Linked DNA regions of Gossypium hirsutum: region 1 is linked to region 2. The links are chromatin contacts, called in public Hi-C maps. All regions are on one chromosome and are shown on one strand. The core of a region is the stretch at or near the end of the contact, and the rest is flanking DNA. Distances in the headings are between cores, read along the strand shown. Region 1 has its middle 16 kb from the start of LOC107952823. Region 2 holds the start of LOC107952821 (kanadaptin).

Region 1 (3,225 bases), core at 321-2,820, 100 kb before region 2:
AGACAACAAAAATTATAACTTCTATCATTTTAAAAGTTATGTTATTTTATTAAAATTACATTAGCGAAAGTTTTGTCTAGAAATTTGAGTTTTAAACGGGATTATTTGTAATCCCTCTAAACATTCTTAAGAATTGATTCTAATGTGGTTTTTTTAGTCAATTTTTTTGATCACCTTTAAACTTAAGTTGATCTTATTTCCCATAAATTTAAAAAGAAGTAATACCAATTAAGTTCCAACTCCCTCTTTGGGGTGTATGAATTTGGAAGCACTCTATTAATCTTGAGGGGCGGCATTTATTTCCAATTACATCGATCAAGGCGAAATCACATTTAAAATAGTGATTCTCCATGATACAATATTCATTTATTTATTTTTTCATTATTATTTAGACTTGTCAGTATTAATATTTTTGTTTTAAAGTAATAATTTTCTAACAAAATTATCTAATATACTATTATAAAATCTTTTTAAACTCTACAAATAAATTTAAAAAATAATAAAAATAGAAATATAAATAAATTTCAATCCGAAAATGATGTACTCATATTTAAAACCTACAAACTGTTAAAAAGAATCACTAAAACAGAACATCCATTTATAAAAGAAAATCTAAAATAATTTACTTTAAAATTAAATAGATTAAAAAAATAGATAAAAATATTATTTATTATGATTAACAGTGGATCTTAATATTCATTTTAAATATTATAAAATGCCCACGTGTCGATTAATGACACAGGTCACTTATGCACTATAAACTTCTTCGCTAAGTTATTTATGTATTTTAGATGAAAATTTTAGTTTAGATAATATATTTATTTACGTGTCAATCAGATTATAGCCCCTCTTAAATTCGTGTTCTCTTATATTAACAAAACATTGTAAATTATTATGTTGACATCAAAATTTTAATAATGTATAGAGCTTTTTTTTAATAAATAAGTGTGAAGTTAAATGTGCAAAATTAATATTTTAATAAAATTTTAGGTAAATTACATTATTAATTATTAAGTAAGTTTTTATTTTGGTTCCTTAATTAAAAAAGTTATAATTTGGTCATTAATTATTCGAAATTTTTTATTAAATTTTTTATTTTAGTTCATAAAAGAAAAACTTTAAAAAAGAAGAAAAAAAGGGTTTTTGATTAATACAAACTGTGTAAATAAAAAATCATATAAAATGATTTTTAACTATCAGTAAGTTGAGTTTACTCACTTATTTTAGATACAATTAAAGATTATGAAATATAAATATAAAATAACTAATTTAAGGTGAAAATAATGCTAAGCATGACCAAATTTAAACAAAGAAAAAATTCGAATCCAAGCATGGAGAGCTTAATAATTTTACCGAAAGGATTAAAATGAAATTCATGAGAAGTCACCAGCTTTTTAGGATCGCCAAAACGTCACCGGTTTAAGAAAAGAAAATAGAAAAAAGATGGAAAAGCAAAAGTAGACTTTCACTTTCTAATCAAACCGGAAAAAATCAACAAAGGTGTAAAACAAGTGCAAAATATATCTCCACCGCCTTATAGTTTTCATTTCATTCAATAAAGCCCTTCTATTCTCCCATCTCTTTACTTCCTCTAATAAACCCCTCCCTCCATCGGTACCAGATTATCTCTGTCTCTCCCTCTCTCTACTCTTTTCTTTCTTTTTCTCAAAAGAAATGGCGGATCACTTAACGCGACTCTGTCAATTCCTCGCCGAGGAGAAGCTCTCGTCCTCGTCTTCATCGCTCGATCTTCTTCTTAAGCTTCGTTCCGATGAGTCGATCAAGCTAGGGCTCCAACAGTTATACTTGATTCTTCAAACCGGCCTCCACCCGATCGAACCCGGTTCCCATCCCTTGTTTAAGTCTTGGTCCGATAATCAGATTCTCTCCCTCGCTTCTCTGGGTTCCTGTATTACCTCTGTCTTTCGATCCCTCTCAGGTTCGTTTGTTTATTTATTTATCACTTAAAGTTTTTGTTTTGAATCAATATGTAGGTTTTTAGCAATTTTTTGAGCTTCTAACTGATTAGGTAACTTTTTTTTACTGTAAAATCTCTAAAACTTATAGTCCTCTGTTTCGATTATTTTCTCTTGATTGTATTTTATTTTTGTTTCTCTTGGTTTTCTATATTCAATGCTTAGATTTTTTTTTATTGATTTTTTATATGACCGACTTTTACTTATTTTGTTTCTTAACTGAATAATGTCATGTTTCGTTTTAGTTTTTAAATGATGTAGGATTAGATCAATCAATATATTCTTTTTTGTTTGAGCAGTGGAACAATTGGAGCCGATAATTGTTGCCGTGGCAAGGAAGTTGGTGGAATTTACTGTTTCTTTTTTGGGGAAATCAGACTTCAGTGGCGACGATTTGAGTTTACAGGTACAAAAAACGGAACTTTTTTTCTATTACATAATTATTAGTTGTTATGTTAAGTTTGTATAGTCTGATTGTCCAGTCCAGTGTGATTATCTGTTATGAATGAAACAAGCGAACCACCAAGATAAAGGAGAGGTTGTAGAATAAAGAAAAGAGAGAGAACTCGAATAACAAAATTGAGGAAGAGTATTCTGGTTCCAGTTTACTGAATACATTTGCAATATTCTGCTTTTTAATTAAATGGGAACCTGCCATCTACAACCAAAAAATGGATTTTAACAACTAACTCCGCCTAATGGACAAATAGACTTATTGCGAGGCTTCTAAAACAAGCCAACTCAGGACCATTTGTAGAAAGAGCCTGCATTAACACATTCCTGTTCAAAACATCCTGCCCTCAAGGATGGAATTTTCAAAATCTGTTGAGCAAGTTAGATAGGCATTCTAACATATCATCTTTAGGAAACTATTGTTCCACTGCATGAGTAGTTCAATAACTCACTGATCACTTCTCTTTTTAACGTGCTTATCCAACAAAGCACTAGGTTCCTTCACAATAAGTTGTTGAGTTGCAGCATTAGTTTTCTGGTCAAACAGAAATTTCGGTCTCTGGTGATATACTTTTCTTCGAAAACAGCTATGGTTGCCAACATTTCCTTTCTGTATACTGAGAAAGCCTGGTTTTAGGTTGACAAGATCTTGATAACATAAGAGATTGACATACCTTTTTGACTAAGAAAGATCCTAAGCCTGCTTATCAAAGGCTTTTTGTGCTTGCTTAGTCCAGAAAAATCCTCTCCTTTTGAGTAGTTCATTAGAGGTTGAGCAATAACTCCAACCCTTTGA
Region 2 (2,916 bases), core at 321-2,820:
CGCCACTGCTCCTAAACTGAAGCACTAGTAAAGAGAAACAATAATTAAAAATAAAAAGAAAAAAAAGCATTAGCACATTCCTATGACTATCTTTGTAATTATTCCTAGCATCCTTATATTTAATATTTGTGCATAAAACCAAAAAAAGAGAAACAGCTAGCATTACAAGGATAAAGAAGAGAAAAAGGATTTATAAGAATAAGTCACAGGTGGGGTGGTCATGAGCAGTTCTTGTACAAACGTGTAAATTGGAAATTAGAAAATGCTCCAATCATAGCCCCCATTACAAAGAAAGCTTCTAGAGGGTATAGAGTTAGCCATTTCGGAGAATTAGGATTAATCATTTCACAAGAATATAACAAATTAACAACCCAGAGATGCTATTCATGTGAGTCAATTGAATACGGTTTTATTACAAAGTAGAAACTACAAACAGCAGCCAGAAGACTTCAACAACTCAGAGAAACTGCAAGATAACATCTTTCTTGGCCAATGAAAAATATTAAATTTTGAAAAAGTTGATAGCCTCCATAATGAATTTGAAATATGTTATTCCACATAACCATAACCTAAATGATATAATCAAAACAAAGAGAATTAATCTAATAACGAAAACCCTTCGCTTCTTTTCTTGGGTATCTACTCATTTTCCGTTTACAACAATAAAACTTCTTACTAGCTAATTGAATCTACTTCATTTAGAATCCAAACAAAATAACCTCTCGTAGTCATTTTATTCTGCAAACATTTCCGACTTCACCAACCAAATTTAAGCTATTTGAATTCCTCGCTTCATGGACACTAAATGTTTACATTGTCAAATAAAAGAGATTTACCAGCATGAAACCGCGAAATAGTGGGATGCTCAAGCACAAAATCACATAGATCAATACGCCCAAACATATAAGCTCCCTTCTCAAACCTATACAAACAAATTTCACAATTTGTCAACATTCCCAAAAAAGAAAAACAAAAAGAAAAGAAGCCTTAAAAGGGTAAAAACAATTACACTTTAAATCGGTCGAGGATGCAGCCATCTTTAAGCACCTCGAGGAAGAAATGGTGACAAGGAGGTCCACTCCACGGAGGGATTGTGTAAGGCACAGAAGATTGCTTTGGATTTAAGGGCTTTTCAGTTGAATTTGGTTCTGACTTTGATGGTTTTTCTTCGTCTAGGGGATTTTGCAGGTTAGGGTTTATGGGAAGAGGTGGCGGAGGACCCATCGTGGTTTTGGCTGTTATGGGTTCGGATTCCTCTTGGGCTATCGACTCGGGTTCGGTCGAGGGGTTAGGGTTTATGGGAAGAGGTGGCGGAGGACCCATCGTGGTTTTGGCTGTTATGGGTTCGGATTGTTCTTGGGCTATCGACTCCTGTTCGGTCGAGGGTTTAGGGTTCCTGGGAGGCGGTGGACCCATCGTGGCAGTCATGGTTGCAGAGAGAGAGAGAGAGAGGGAGGGAGGGAGGGAGGGAGGTGTTGCAGAATTTTGAAGCTTGACGCGGCACAACAAGCAACGTTAAGCGGATCTAAAAATGGGTTACGGGTCAAAGGATTAAGGACGATAACTGACCGGGTCGGTTTCGGTGGACCTGGATATTGTTTTTTTGTAACAAGACCCCTCTAGTCCTTTTGGTCCCCTACAAAAATTGGCGCATTTTAATTATAGTTGAAAAGTGAGAAATTAAAAATAATTAATTATAATATTAATATATTTTATTAATTATACATAATTTTAATTAATATAAAAATAAATTTAAATTTTAATATTTATATATTTTGTCATTTTAACCTTAATTATTGTAAGATAAATTTGTTAAAATAAAACTAAATTAATAATATGTATAAATTTTATGAATTAAGTTTATTATTATATCAACTAAAATTATGTATAATTAATAGAAAATATTAATATAGTGATTACTTATTTTTAATTACTCACCTCCAAAATTGATAGAGATTAAATTATTTTAATTTTATAGGGAAGAATTTATAATTACGTGTAAAATAATTATTTTAATTAAATGAGAGTTGATTTCGATAATATAATTATACTAATTGTTTACTTGTGTAACGCATGGAGAAATTTCGTGGGTAAGAAATTGGTATTCTCATTTATTGGAAAATATAATTGAGAAATTATTTATTGATATATATTTTTAAAATAGTTAATTAATTTTATTGAAAAGAAAGTAGTTTTTATTAAAATTTGCATAATATTGAAATATATATTTATTATGCAAAAATAAAAATTACAAAATATAAATTTACCTTTTGATAAGAATAATATGTTGAGATATATCTATTCCCTCCTTCAATTATTAAAAATAAAAATATAAAATAGTATATAATATTATTGAAATAATGGAAAACAATAATTAAACATAAAAATAGACTTGCATATATGATTAGAAACTTGCTACCAAATGTATATATGCAAATATTAAATAAATACATGAGTTCAGTATATATGTTTTATGCAACTATTTTAGATAGGACTGCAACTATTTGTTCAACAATAAAATGTGTTTTGTTTTTGTGACGAAAATTATAGTTTCTTATAATATTTTATTTTGATACAATGCTTAAAATTATTTATAGCCCCTCCCATCCTAACCCTTAAATAGGAAGATAATGCGCTTCAACACACTCGGACTCATGTCCTCCTACACTAGTAACAATGTCAATATCAATCGAGTTGAGACTCAATTGATTAGTATAAACTTTTTAATTTCATTAGTTGAAATTATAATCATTAAGTTCAATCTCAAACACATTATATAAATCTATATTAATTATATTTATCTCATTTTACATATTCAATTAGGGGTGAGTAAATTTTGATTCAACTCGAAAAAATTTAAAAAAAAATTAAATTTCGAACTATTCAAATCAAATTAATCGAGTTAATCGAATCAAT

What was found. Hi-C and Micro-C count contacts between places; a contact is called where the count stands out from the background.
Region 1: a contact with region 2 is called in a Hi-C map of leaf, with 3 times the contacts expected there. The contact joins the enhancer-like site here to the promoter of LOC107952821 in region 2. A contact is called at or near these places in 14 of 34 Hi-C or Micro-C datasets (callus, hypocotyl, leaf and 2 more).

The regions. Positions count from the first base shown.
Region 1 is chrA07:82,341,881-82,345,105 of Gossypium_hirsutum_v2.1, reverse strand. It overlaps the pseudogene LOC121203735. Among protein-coding and RNA genes, the nearest start is that of LOC107952823, 16 kb to the right of the region's middle. Within about 2 kb of position 1,570, at least 6 of the 9 cell types and tissues checked have an H3K27ac peak or open chromatin away from gene starts, as enhancers often do. A contact at or near this core is called in leaf, where this site is marked.
Region 2 is chrA07:82,239,833-82,242,748 of Gossypium_hirsutum_v2.1, reverse strand. It overlaps LOC107952821 (kanadaptin), which reads right to left and starts at 1,570. Exons shown (of 12, transcript XM_041116928.1): 1 at 1,010-1,570; 2 at 837-922; 3 at 1-16. The coding sequence starts at 1,037.